Regions from separate parts of the Podarcis muralis genome. Here region 2 is linked to region 1. Evidence: chromatin contacts called from public Hi-C data. All regions are on one chromosome and are shown on one strand. Each heading gives the region's core, a stretch centred on a gene start, on an enhancer-like site or on the middle of the called end of the contact. The rest is flanking DNA. Distances are from core to core; before and after follow the strand shown.

What was found. Hi-C and Micro-C count contacts between places; a contact is called where the count stands out from the background.
Region 2: a contact with region 1 is called in a Hi-C map of tail, with 5 times the contacts expected there. The contact joins the promoter of LOC144324980 here to the promoter of LOC114607268 in region 1. A contact is called at or near these places in 2 of 3 Hi-C or Micro-C datasets (blood and tail).

Annotation. Positions count from the first base shown.
Region 1 is chr12:1,987,251-1,994,245 of rPodMur119.hap1.1, forward strand. LOC114607268 reads right to left here and starts at 1,980. Exons shown (of 3, transcript XM_077916597.1): 1 at 663-1,980. LOC114607340 (a long non-coding RNA gene) reads left to right here and starts at 1,147. Exons shown (of 3, transcript XR_013390293.1): 1 at 1,147-1,253; 2 at 2,826-2,930. It overlaps LOC114607265, which reads right to left. Exons shown (of 3, transcript XR_013390281.1): 3 at 6,631-6,690.
Region 2 is chr12:2,451,604-2,457,999 of rPodMur119.hap1.1, forward strand. LOC144324980 reads right to left here and starts at 3,628. Exons shown (of 1, transcript XM_077916656.1): 1 at 1,687-3,628. The coding sequence starts at 3,060. The coding sequence ends at 1,702.

The sequences.
Region 1 (6,995 bases), core at 730-3,229:
GTTTGACTTGGGCAGTCACAATTCTATTTTTCCGAAGCCATGAGGGATTTTGATCCACATTGGCTTTCCAGATAGAAATATAGGGAATCTGATCTGTGTGGGCCTTGAAAATGTTACTCCATAAAATGTTGACCAAGTTTGGATCATAGGATCCTCCAGGAGGCCATTCTGGTAAATACGAAGGCCAGTCAACTTCACATAAATGTTGGAGTCTGCTTTTTTTGAGTTTACATCCCCACTCTTCTGCTTTCGTGGCACTTTTCCAGTTTTCCAGAAAGCTCTGTAGTGGTGTCTCAAGAATTGTTTTACTGCTTTTATTTCCCATGACTCTGGGATCCTGGGGACACTGGGACACTCAGCCCTCCTAACGTTATTTTTTTTTTCACTCAGTCACAGACCAGACGTTGCTTTCAATGTCTCACACACTCAAAACATTCACTGGAGTGTCCCCACACGCACATTCAGAAAAACCCATGCACCTCTCCCAATCCCCTTTTTACCAACACCAAAACCACAACCGGCAGCGCTTAGACTTCGACCGGGGCCCAGCAGCACCCTTTTTGCTGCTTTTCTGGGCAAAACCAAAACCAGTGGCACCTTTTACTGCCCTACTGGTGGAGCTGATCAAACTCTTTGCTCCCACCTAACTCTGTGGAGCCTACCTTGTTCCTCGAGGTACCTTCTTTCTGCACGGCCGTTGCTCTTTCTCTCCGTCACTTTGTCGCGTGTCCACTCAGGAACGGGTGGCCAGTCCCTCCCATGAAGTTGGCAGGATGCGCGCTGGAACTGTTGACCCGGTATCCCGAGCTGCTCGCCTTGCAGTGACGTCCTGGACCTCTTTGTCCCTCGATCTCGGGGAACGTGCTTTTTCCCGGCCCGATGCACCAGAAATATGAAGCCTTTTTAATCCATGGGTAGGAATAATTGTTGCACCCGAGCAGAGACAAAAGGAGCCAAACGACACCAAGGGGTTAAATCCAGAGAAAGAGCGTTTTATTCTGCCATGGGGGGGGGGGCAGAGGCACCTGTGTGATTCAGTTCACAAAAGACAGGCCGCACCGAAAACATTTTACAAGCAGGTTTTATCCTTTTTTCAAACCCCTTTTTTCCCTCTCCCCCTTCACAGATTCTTACATAGAAATGTTGCTTTTCGTTCTCTGGCTCTGCTCCCGGAAGTATGTTGCAAATCAATGTACCAGGACAAGGTTATCTTGGATCTGGGAAGCGAAAAGCTTTACTGTTCTCAGCTGTAGGTTTGTTACAGCGTTTTTGTTACAGAGAGGACTGCTTAGCTCATGCTTTTTGTCTTAGAGGAATATGCAGTTTTAAAATGCGTACGCCAAGGCCTGGCTGGGGGGGGGGGGATTCACAAACAGTTTTTAGGGCTTTCTGGGGTAACCCTAACTGTACCCCTTCACCGAGGGGCCTAGCAGGTCCGGTTTCAGCCATTACTTTCCTGAAGCAAATTCTGTTTCCATGGGAGAAATGTTGGAGGGGAGGCCAAGGGTCCCCAGTGAGCGATGTAATTTCTTCAAGGCCTGACGCCTCGTGAAGTGATAAGAGAAGGCCTTGCGAGGGATTCTGTTAGGGGTTGATTTAAAACCAGGCCCCCCAGTCTGGCCTCCCAGTGGCTTCTTGTGGTAATAAAAATGGCTGAGTGAAATTTGGGGCCTGTATAAGTGAGTCCTTAGCACACCCCACAATCGCCTGACCGTGGCTCCCATAGGTTCAGGTTGGGGGTCACAAGCAAGAGACTCCAGCCAGGAGATTGAAGCAAAACAGGAGGCCTGATCTTTATTGTTGCAACAAGACTTCAAACTACCACATGGAAGAAGCAGAGGGAAGCCCCAAACAAAGGATGGCTCCACTTTTTTTTATAAATTTCCCAAAGTTTCCCATAAAACATCATACATTTGTCATGACTATGTCCTGAATTGGGAGGGGTCTTCTGGCAGAAACCTGAGCACCAGTCTTGCCCTGTCCCTCCTGACCTTCACCTTCCAATCTTTTGGTGAAACAAAAGTATTTACATTTTCAGTTTTCCCAGCCAAGTTCAGCACACCCTTTGTCTTGAAGGAGACCCCAATCCACTGAGGTTGGGTTTGCAATTGTTCTTGGAATGACTACCAGGATGCCAGAAATTATCACCCAGGCAGTGGGGCCTGCTGGGTACGTGGTCTCACATTTCAGGAATTATGGCTGCCCCTACCCATGGTTCCAAGATTCTCCTCTGATAGCCATTTTCCCTCTGAGTAGAACAAGATTGGAATGGTGTAAATGCGTCACTGGAATGATTTTATATGAATTTCTAAATTTTTCCCATTGAACTAATACATAGAGACATTTATTAGGGAATTGCTACATTTGGTAGGTCTCTCGCCCCCCCCCCCCCTTGCAATTTCCTGGTAACAGGCTCAAGCACACTTTCTCGGCAGAGGACTGAACAGTTATTCATTTTGCTTTGCTGCTTATCTGGGAAAACCTGCTGTTTACTGCTGAATTTGAACAAACCCGACTGACATTTCTTAAAGATCCAGTGGTCGAGAAGGGATTCACCCGAGGAAAGCAGCGGGGCAAGGGCAAAACCGCTTGGACCTGTGCCTGGGAAGCACGAGACAAGTGGAAGTTGGACTAGGCCAAAGTGTCCTGGTGGGGCTCTGCTTGGCCACAGTAGTTTCCCCAAGGCCTCTCTTTTGGTTAATGCAAAATAACAAGGGCAGTCGTATTACAGGCACATATTACATTGCGGGACTGACACGTAGTGGATATTTTAAATGTTATGTTCTTAAGGTCCCTCCAGACATTTCTGTTGCTCTGAACTGTAGGATGAAGCTCAGAAGAAAGAAGCAGGTTTCCATGAAATGCTGATCTGGGGGACCGGTTCCTGGAACCTCTCAATTTTCTTCCTCATCTGAGCAGATTTTGCAAAGGTATTTATTTTCATTATTGTACAAGGCACACTGGAAAGAGGATGTGGCCTCTGCGACCGAGTTATTCTGAAACTGAATCTGAAAGGGGTGGTGATGGTCACAGGCGTTCAGAGGGGCTAATGTGGAGCAAGGGTCTGAAAGAGGAAGTTGTCCTTCTTGCAAACTGTAAACGCAGCGTCTCCTTTTGCAACGGTTAGGATTGTCCGTTCACGTGGAGTATCACAGGAGTATCTGTGGAGGGATGAATGCCTGGGCCTAGGAGGAGTGTTCCTGGTTTCCCTAAATGTGGCAGTTGTGAGACTATTCTGAACAAAGTCCTTGGACACAAGGGATGCTTCCAGATGTCCTCCAGTCACACATTTTCTTCAGCAGTGGCAGCGCATGAGGTGGGGTGGGAGCAGAAGTGGTCTCCAGGCAAGGTGGGGAGCAGGGGGTGGCTTGCCAGTGCCACTTCACCCCGCCCTAACCTGTGCACGGTGCCCACCCCCAGAATGGCACAGTTAATGCTCCCCACCCCATCATCCCTGCCATGCCACTGTACAGTTTGGGGGTAAGATTTCTGAGTGAGTTCTGGCTGTTTAATTCTCAACATATTTAGAGTGCACTGGACTAGATTTATTTTAAATTGGTTTCTGACCCAGACTTGGCATGGTCAGATATGGTCACTCTGCTGGTTGGCTAAGGCTTGGAGGAGGACTATGATGGTCTTAGTTCTCCTGGACCTTTCAGTAGCTTCAGAACAGGCTTCTTGGGGTGGGACTCCAGGGGCAGTGTGTTTGAGTGCTTCCATCATATAAATATGAACTCAAATATTGCAAAATGCCATAGCATTCCAGCAATGAAACCTAAGCTCTATGTGTAGGCAGCGCTGCACCCCTGGAGCTTCACACTTCTCAGATAAGTGGAGTCAATGTAAGATGGCGGGGTCACGAAAAACCTATGGCAGCCCTAAGCAATTGGTACCCTAACCCATGGAGTCACGGGGCCACCCAAAACCCAACGGCATTCGATTCACAGTACAAGACATTGACAAAAGGTCTGCGATAGCTTTTCACAGCAAAAACCCATGCTTTGCGGCGCCCCCAAAATGGAGCAATCAGCACCATAAGTCGGGGGGGGGGGTGTCACGAGGTTGCTGAAAACCCGACATCATCCAGTTCACTCCAAAGTGGAGCCAAACACCAATGAAAGGTCTGCAGCAGTGTTTCGTGGCGAACACCCCGTGTTTTGCGGCGCCCCACAAACAGAGCACTCGATGTGCGGGAGACTGGGCATTGCTCTTTTTGTGGGGTGTTGCAAACCATGGGGGTTTCACTGCAAAACGTTTGCCAAAGTTTGGCACCGGTTTGTAGTGAATCAGAGAACATTGGGTTTTTAGTGACCTTTTGACCCCGACCCCCCCATTTGAGGGACTATTGCTCCGTTGGTGGGGTGCTACAAAATGCAGGGTTTTTACTGCAAGACACTGCAAAATGTTTGCCAAGGTTTGGTGCCAGTTTAGAGTGAATTGGACAGTGTTGGGTTTTTGGTGAGCTTTTGACCCCCAGCTTAGAGTGTCTATCACTCTTTTTGTGGGGCATAGCAAACCACAGGGTTTTCACTGCAAAACGTTTGCCAAAGCTTGATGCTTGTTTGGCGTGAATTGGACAATGTTGTGTTTTGGGGCATTAACTACAAACCCAGGTTTACTGTATCAATTAATTGGTTTGTAAGGTAAAGGTAAAGGACCCCTGACAGTTAAGTCCAGTCACGAACGATTCTGTGGTTGCGGTGTTCATCTCGCTTTACTGGCTGAGGGAGCCGACGTTTGTCTGCTTTTGCAGACAGTTTTTCTGGGTCATGTGGCCAGCATGACTAAGCCGCTTCTGGCGAACCAGAGCAGCGCACGGAAACACCGTTTACCTTCCCGCCGGAGCGGTACCTATTTATCTATTTGCACTTTGATGTGCTTTCAAACTGCTAGGTTGGCAGGAGCTGGGACCGAGCAACGGGAACTCACCCTGTTGCAGGGATTCGAACCGCCAACCTTCTGATTGGCAAGCCCTAGGCCCAGTGGTTTAGACCACAGCGTGTGGGGCACTGCAAAATGCTGCAAAACAGCTGCAAAACTTTGGCACTGGTTTAGAGGGGATCCCAGATTTTGGAGTTTGCAGTTAATGTAGCTGAGCCATTGCCATGATTGAACAATTTAAACGGCAAGTTCGCAAGATAAGAACTGGAGTATTGCTTGTTTATAATATGTGGTGTGTGTGTGTGTGTGTGTGTGTGTGTGTGTGTGTCCATCACATTAATACATGAAAAGGATATTGTGGCTGTTACGGAAATTGGGGAGGGGGCACATCTTTAAAGTTGTTAAATGTTACAAATATTATGCATAAATGTATCCTTTTGACTTGACAGCTCAGGGAAGTTACCTAGCTTTAAAAATCATATAAAATCAACTCCTTTGCCAGTTTCCTTCATTCCACCGCCAATTTGCTTCATTGGCCAAGGACTTGGAAACCACTTGGTCCCCACCATAATCCCTCAAGCGGGAGGTCATGTACTCACAGGAAGGTATTCATAGGTGTCAATCGCTAGGCAAAGGCACTCCTACGGACTTGCCCAGGTGACAGACTATGCAAACCAAAGTTCTAATTCCTCTTGTAGTAGGTGCTTATAATGTTTTCCCCAATACATAACCTGTATCCGCCTGTTGCCCCAACACATTCCTCATATGTTAATCATGTATAACCCTCCCCTTTTCTGATGTAGTAATGATGTAGTGATGATGCTTAATGAACTGTATGCTGGGATAAGATAGAATTTTTTTTAAAGTCCTTGTGACCCCATCCTCGGGGTTCAAAATTCCTCTTTGAACCTGTTGTGCAATAAACTTTGGTCTACAGCTATTTGCTTTGGTTGGTGGCTAGACTCCTTCCTTTATTCCGCAGGGACCTGCGGGCTCAGCCCGACGAGCTGGGTGACTGAGCAGCCTCGCACCTAGATTTTTTCGTAACAGTGGCATACAATGAGCTATGAAAATGAAGTCCTGTTTATACTGAAAATGAAATACCTGCACCAAATGAAGGAAATGGTGAAGCTGACATACAAAGCACTTTGTATTGTTCCAAAAGTTGGGTGCCACCCCCACTCTCTGCAGGATTCCAGGGCTTCCCAGGACTCACCCTGGGTCTGTGTTCCTTTGGAGAATTGAGACACGGCGGAGACTGTCGTAGCTTTAAAAAATATGCTTTATTCACCTATTTACACCTTCAGACTGCCTGGAGGGAGTCCAGATCTTACAGCATGGTCATTTCAAGAGGGGCTTGTCCCTCAGAGCAGTGCAGCCCTGGAGTCCAAGGCATCTCTCTCAGCTAGCCTGCAGACATCCTGCCCAAGATGGAGCCCAGTCTTTTCTCCCCCTTCTTCTTCCCAGCACCCCTTGGTAAAAACTCTCTCTTCCTGTCACTTCAAACCCACACCCCATCACCATGACAACCTCTGTCTGCTCAGACCCAGGCTCTCAGATGGTCCATCAACTCCTTTTGTCATGTTAATGCCTTTGCTCATTAACAGCTCTAGCTTCCAATCTGGGGCTAGAATCCCACCCAATAGTCTCCATACAATGGTTTGGAAGAGGGATGGTGAAGTCTTAAAAGTCCCAGTTCAGTCCCACTGCCTTCACTCTTTTGCAAGTTCATTGTTACATATTTTTTTTAAAAAAAAGAGTTGGGTGGCTTGTTCAGCTTGTTTTATGCTTCAGTACCTTGCCCAATCCCTAGAGAGATAAAAAGAGAGAGAGTTTATATATTGATGTTTTCCATCATTTCACAGTCAATCTCCACCCTATCTTTACTTGCCTTCAATTTACTCTTCAAAATACTTAACACAGTATTTTGCATCTTTCCCCCATCCTCTCCCAATAAATCAAATCCCATACACATATTTTAAAAAGTTTGTTTGCTGACACAAACACCCCTGGAGCCAACCTTCTAACCTTTGGCAGCATCAATCCCATCTTGAGGGGCTAACTGGTGAAAAGAGCAAAGAGAGAGAAACAGAAAGTAGCTACGGTATTTGGTT
Region 2 (6,396 bases), core at 2,378-4,877, 470 kb after region 1:
ACTGTTCTTTCGTTGGGATTTCCTCATTCTTCCATCCTTGTGCTATCAAGACTCTTGCCGCTGTTGTAAATAAGTTCTTTATTTTTCTTGGCAGGTCTTGTTCTACAATCCCTAACGGGAAGGTTTACTTTAGCAGAGTTAAACAATCCCCTTTATAAGTTTATGCAGTGATCAGCTTGTACTGACTCGTCTGAGTTCTATTAGTAAAGATGACTCCTAGTTAAAAATCCCTTTGAATCCTTCTTAAAGAATACACACACAAATCTGATTCATGTTAATATAAAACTATTTTACTCTCAGATTCATTCAGTTTACAGAACTGTACCTGAAGGCAGGCTTAGGTTACATAACAAGCAAATAAACTAGACTAGAGGGAAGCTGGTCCTGAGGTGAGTGCAACTGAGCAGTTATCTTTCAAAACTACCAGCAACCGACAAACTGGTTGTCACAGCAACCGGTTAGAACATGGAGGCTGTTAGTCCTCTGTCGGAATGTTGCACTTGACTGCAGCTTTACATCCTACAGATTTCACCAATAAGCGGCTTGGAGGGCATCACCCTTGCCTTCCCTCTTGGCCGAGTAAGATTGACACCATTGACCATAACATCCTTCTGGACCGTCTTGAGGGACTGGGAGCTGGGGGCACTGTTATACAGTGGTTCCGCTCCTTCCTCCTGGGCCGTGTTCGGAAAGTGGTGGTGGGGGATGAGTGTTCAGACCCTTGGGCCCTCACTTGTGGGGTGCCTCAGGGTTCGGTCCTCTCCCCCATGCTTTTCAACATCTACATGCAGCCGCTGGGAGAGATCATCAGGAGGTTTGGGCTGGGTGTTCATCAGTATGCGGATGATACCCAGCTCTACCTCTCTTTTAAATCAGAACCAGTGAAGGCGGTGAAGGTCCTGTGTGAGTGTCTGGAAGCGGTTGGAGGATGGATGGCGGCTAACAGATTGAGGTTGAATCCTGACAAGACAGAAGTACTGTTTTGGGGGGACAGGAGCCGGGCAGGTGTGGAGGACTCTTTGGTCCTGAATGGGGCAACTGTGCCCCTGAAGGACCAGGTGCGCAGCCTGGGAGTCATTTTGGACTCACAGCTGTCCATGGAGGCACAGGTCAAATCTGTATCCAGGGCAGCTGTTTACCAGCTCCATCTGGTACGTAGGCTGAGACCGTATCTGCCTGCAGACTGTCTCACCAGAGTGGTACATGCTCTGGTTATCTCCCGCTTGGACTACTGCAATGCGCTGTACGTGGGGCTACCTTTGAAGGTGACCCGGAAACTACAACTAATCCAGAATGCGGCAGCTAGACTGGTGACTGGGAGCGGCCGTCGAGACCATATAACACCGGTCTTGAAGGACCTACATTGGCTCCCAGTACGTTTCCGAGCACAATTCAAAGTGTTGGTGCTGACCTTTAAAGCCCTAAACGGCCTCGGTCCAGTATACCTGAAGGAGCGTCTCCTCCCCCATCATTCTGCCCGGACACTGAGGTCCAGCTCCGAGGGCCTTCTGGCGGTTCCCTCACTGCGAGAGGCCAAGTTACAGGGAACCAGGCAGAGGGCCTTCTTGGTAGTGGCACCCGCCCTGTGGAACACCCTCCCATCAGATGTCAAAGTGATAAACATCTACCTGACATTCAGAAGACATCTGAAGGCAGCCCTGTTCAGGGAAGTTTTTAATATGTGACATTTTAGTGTATCTTTCATCTTTGTTGGAAGCCGCCCAGAGTGGCTGGGGAAACCCAGCCAGATGGGCGGGGTACAAATAATAAATTATTATTATTATTATTATTATTATTATTATTATTATTGCCGGGACAAACGTTGCATTTTCCTGAGAAGAAACTGATAGTGGAGCAAAAGCGGTTCAGCAGGTCCCAGGTATGCCAGCAAGGATAGTGGCAGGTGAACTCGCAGTTCTTGCAGTTGGTTGCATATTGATGAGCTCCAGAAAGGTCTTGCTTCACTTTGACGGTGACTGGGAGCTCATACGCAAAATCTCTGTTGGCCGCCATGTCAGCTTTGTGCTGGTCAAGGACTTGTTCTGTTTGCTTCAGTTCTTCCAGTTTGACCAGCGCAGTTTTGATCTGGGGCAACAGGCCCTGCACAACCGTCTCCAACTCTTTCCGCTCCCTGAGAACTTCCTTCGTCAAAGACAAACTCCTCGTGTTCAGTTTGCTTAACGAGTCAAAGTAGGTCTTCATGCTGATCATACCCATTTTCCAAAACATTTCGTCAATGTTAGGGCTCTCCCCGTCCCCCACGACATTGTTGGCAAACAGGGCGGAATTGTTGAATTTGAAATGCATGGGGTTCCCCTTGCCATCTTTGGCGCATGGAACGTCGGCCGTCTTAATGGCCTCAAGGACCAGGGGAGTCTGTGAATCTGCAAAGGTGGTCAGGAACTGGATGTTCTTCTTGATATCTTTCCCAAAGATGGAGAGCACGGAATCAAAGACGTATTTCTCGGCTGCTGTTAAGCGGTTTGTGGAAGCCTTGACCACGAAGCAGACGCAATCGATGTGGTCGATTCCTCCTGGGATGGAGAAAAACTCCCGGATCTTCTCCTCTAACTTTTTGTCCTGTTCTATTCCTCTCGTGTCTCCGAATCCTGGAGTGTCAACAAAAGTGAGAGAGCAAGGGATCTTGAGACCCTCTTGATAGTTCACCACGTAAGCCCTCACTTCGGATGTCTGGCTTTCTGCTTGGTTTCTGCCGGTCACTTCATCAATAAGTTTGAACCGGAATTCGTCTCCCCATTGCACGCCCAGGATGTAGTTGATCATCCCATTGATGAGAGTGGTTTTCCCTGATCCAGACGCTCCCATCATCATGATCACTTTGTTGGCGATCTGCAAGTTCTCTTTTCCTAGATGGTACTTTGGAGACGTTTCAGAAGCCTTTTTCAGTTTTAATGCATAAACAGAAGGGTCACCCCTTTCTACAAGGATACTTTCTTTGAGATATTTCTGAGGTGGTTTGATTTTACTTCTTTCCTGTGTTCTGGAAGATGCCATCTTCTTTTTAACAAACTTGCTGTCACAATTAAAAGAGAAACACATGTATTAGAAAAATAAATGTACTCTTTTTCCTATCATTATCATTATGATTTTATCACTTTCGACACACGTTGAAAGTACAAAATGCAATAAAAACAGTTCAAAAACATTTTAAAACAAATAGCAGCAACTTAAAAATTAAAAACCCCAATACCAAGCAGACCATCAAGGCACAAACTTCCTTCATTCGGCTGTGAAGGCTTGTTGGAACAGAAAGATGTCTTCTATTTTTTTCTGGGTGCCTGTCCTATCTTGACAGAAATGCTGTTCCACAGATCAGAGGCAGCCACACTAAAAGCCCTGCTCTGAGTTACCAGTTAGAACCTGGGTGCATATCTCGGGTAAGAATTTCTCAGTTATCAAAGAAACAAACAAACAAAATCAGGACTGTCCCAAGTCGGAACATTCAGGTGTGATTCCAGTAATGCAGAGGATCGGGCCCCTTCCAACTCTGCAATTCTCTGATTCTATGATTTGGAGCATATGGGAGACCACATATTCAAAATATTCAAAATCAGCACCAGATGACATCACATTTGGATGGAATTTGCCACCTGTGTGACTGTACTGTGAAATAAGCTACAGAAAGCCAACGGGTCCACTTCTCTTCTGAGAACCCAGATTTGGTGGGTCAATTTCTCTGATGGGGCTATGCCTAAGGCTTTTTAAAACCAGGTCATAATAGATTACATAGAAATATCCTTCCAGTCCTGAGCTCCAACTAAATGGGCAGCTGTGAGCAAATGAGTTGTTAGTATCTTGCTATGTAAATTGGAGTTACATCCCAGAAACATGGAGACTAAACACAACCAGGGACATTTCGAAAAGCATCAAATCCCAAATTTTGCTTACATGCTCATAATACCACCACAAATGGTAGTTAAGAACCTTTCACATTGGAAACCCATCAACAAAAGGGGGAGCAGCGTTTCAGCATGTGGTTTAGGCGCACGGGGGTTTACATATTGTTTTTAGTGAATGTTGATGAATCCGACCATTTTCAATGCACTTCCTTTTCCCATTAATTGATGAAGACTGGTAAAACAAACAAACCAAGGGAACACACAGAAATGTCTAGAATGCAATAGCCCAGATGGTCCACAGCCGCCTGCCCCCTCCCTCCTGCAAGGAAGCAACTGGCAGCAGCAGAGGTGCTCAGCATCTTAGGAAGGTGCCATATCCTGAGTCAGGGCAGGGGTCCCCCTAGTTCCACCCCAAAGCCCGGGAGAGCCTTGCGCTGCAGCCTTCATTCCTTTGCTCCAAGTCTGGGCCCTGTCAGGATGGATTTGTGGCCTTTCCAAAGAGCCAGAGAGCAGGAGGCATCAGCGCAAGATCCCTGTCACCAAGTCCCCTCTGAAATATGCTGTGGTTTACAGCAGCCATGCAAAAGAAGCTTTGGACAACAAAAGAAGCCGCAACAACTTCTAATGTGCAAATGCATCTTACCAGAAACATGGAAAACGGATGACTCTCCCTTTGTCCACAAGTGGCTCTCTTGCTTGAGTTTGTCTCGACTTGCGTTGGTCCCCTCTTAAAGCACAAGTCTGTTTCAGGCACAGAGGCCACTTCTCCTTTTATCTATGGTATTTGGGAGTGACTAAGTGCAAGGGGACAAGGTTCACTTTCAAGGGGAGAAGGAAGTTGCGAGATGGTGGAAGCCGCTCCCACTCGTCAGCATTTCACTCCAAAAAGGCTCTTCAGCAGTGCATCGTAAACTTGGAAGGGACCCCAAGGGCCATCTAGTCCAACCCCTCCTGCGGTCTCCCCACAAGTCGGATCCATGCAGAAACAAGGTCCTTAGTTGCACAACCCTCCCTTTCCTGGTAAGGTAAAGGGACCCCTGACCATTAGGTCCAGTCGTGGCTGACTCTGGGGTTGCAGCGCTCATCTCGCTTTACTGGCCGAGGGAGCCAGTAAAGATATAGATATAGGACACAATATAGATTTTAACCTCTGAGGAAAACTCTGGAAAAGTGACTTGAAGATTACAGCATGTTATTCTTTGAAGGAGAACTACCTGAAAATGATTGACAGATGGTACTTTACTCCGAGTAGGCTTGCTAAGATGTATAAGACAGAATCAAATAATCCGGAGCGATGTGGGGTGAGTGGCGCGGTGCTTCGAATTGACTGTTATTTTCACGGAGTGAAGCCGCATTGCTGTTGCCGGAGAGCGCTGACTTTCTCCTGTGGACAATTGGATTTTAAACAACTACCCGTGAGTAGAACGGAAAATTGGACTATGAAACTTCTTAATTTGGCACCAAAGCGGGAAGGTCGAAACAGGAAGTCCGCCTTCCGCTTTTGTAAATAGATTGAAGCAAAGACATTGCAAGCTAAAGTCTGGAAAGTTGTTTGTAAAGGACTAAATTTCCATCAGTTAAAACTACCAAACCCCCCTTGGAAGCAGGAGAAGAGGGGGGAAATCTTAGACTGTTTAAACCTGCAGAAGAGAGAGTAAAGAAAGATAAATTTCCACCGTCTTGAACCTGGGAACGGGGTGTCAGAGACAGACGCTTTGGGGAAGTTCATTGACTGTGAATAAAATGTTTTTTGACAGATAGTTAAAAAAGAGAAACATATTGATTCCAATGTTCCCTTTTGCATTTAAAAGGAAAAAAATATCTGAAAAACGAAAGGAATTTTGTTGCTGGATCGGCTCTTCAAAAGACGGATACAAACAGAAATTGTTTCCTCTAGAGGGAGCTTGTGAAACTGTTGCTGGAGTCGATCTGGGGAATTCTACAGCTGTAGAGATTAAAGATCGTGAGAACCAGACATTGACCTTGAACAAGAATGTGCCCAGAAGAAGCTTTAGTGCTTGCTTTTTGCAAGACAAGCCCTTTACTGGAACAGCTACATGAGAAGATGGATTTGATGACTGTTGCGGTTAGCAATTTTGGACAAACAGTGAATACCTATATAGAAACCACTCAGGAACCAACCCAGGAATGTGCTTTGACAGGGCAAGTTGTGCAGAAGATAAAGGAGGAGGTTGTTGCTGAACCTCAAGTAATAGAAATGGAGAGAGCCGCGGCCTTGCAGGAACATAAGTTGTTGTTTCTGATGATTGAACCTGGAGAAAGTCGGATTTGGAGAGATGGAGTACTGTTTGGTTTGGAGATGGGAAGTTGGATAGATCCCCCTATGCAGGGATGTTTTGACTTTTGGGATCTGGTTTTGGGCCAGGGGGAGTTTGGAGTTGTGGGGGCCCTTAACCTTGGAGGGACTTTGAAACATGCCTTCAAATATCTTTTGGATTTCAGTGCTGACTATGGAGAATGGGCTGACCTGCCGAGAAGGGATAAAGATATTGTCAAGTTGGAGTCTCCCCGAGAT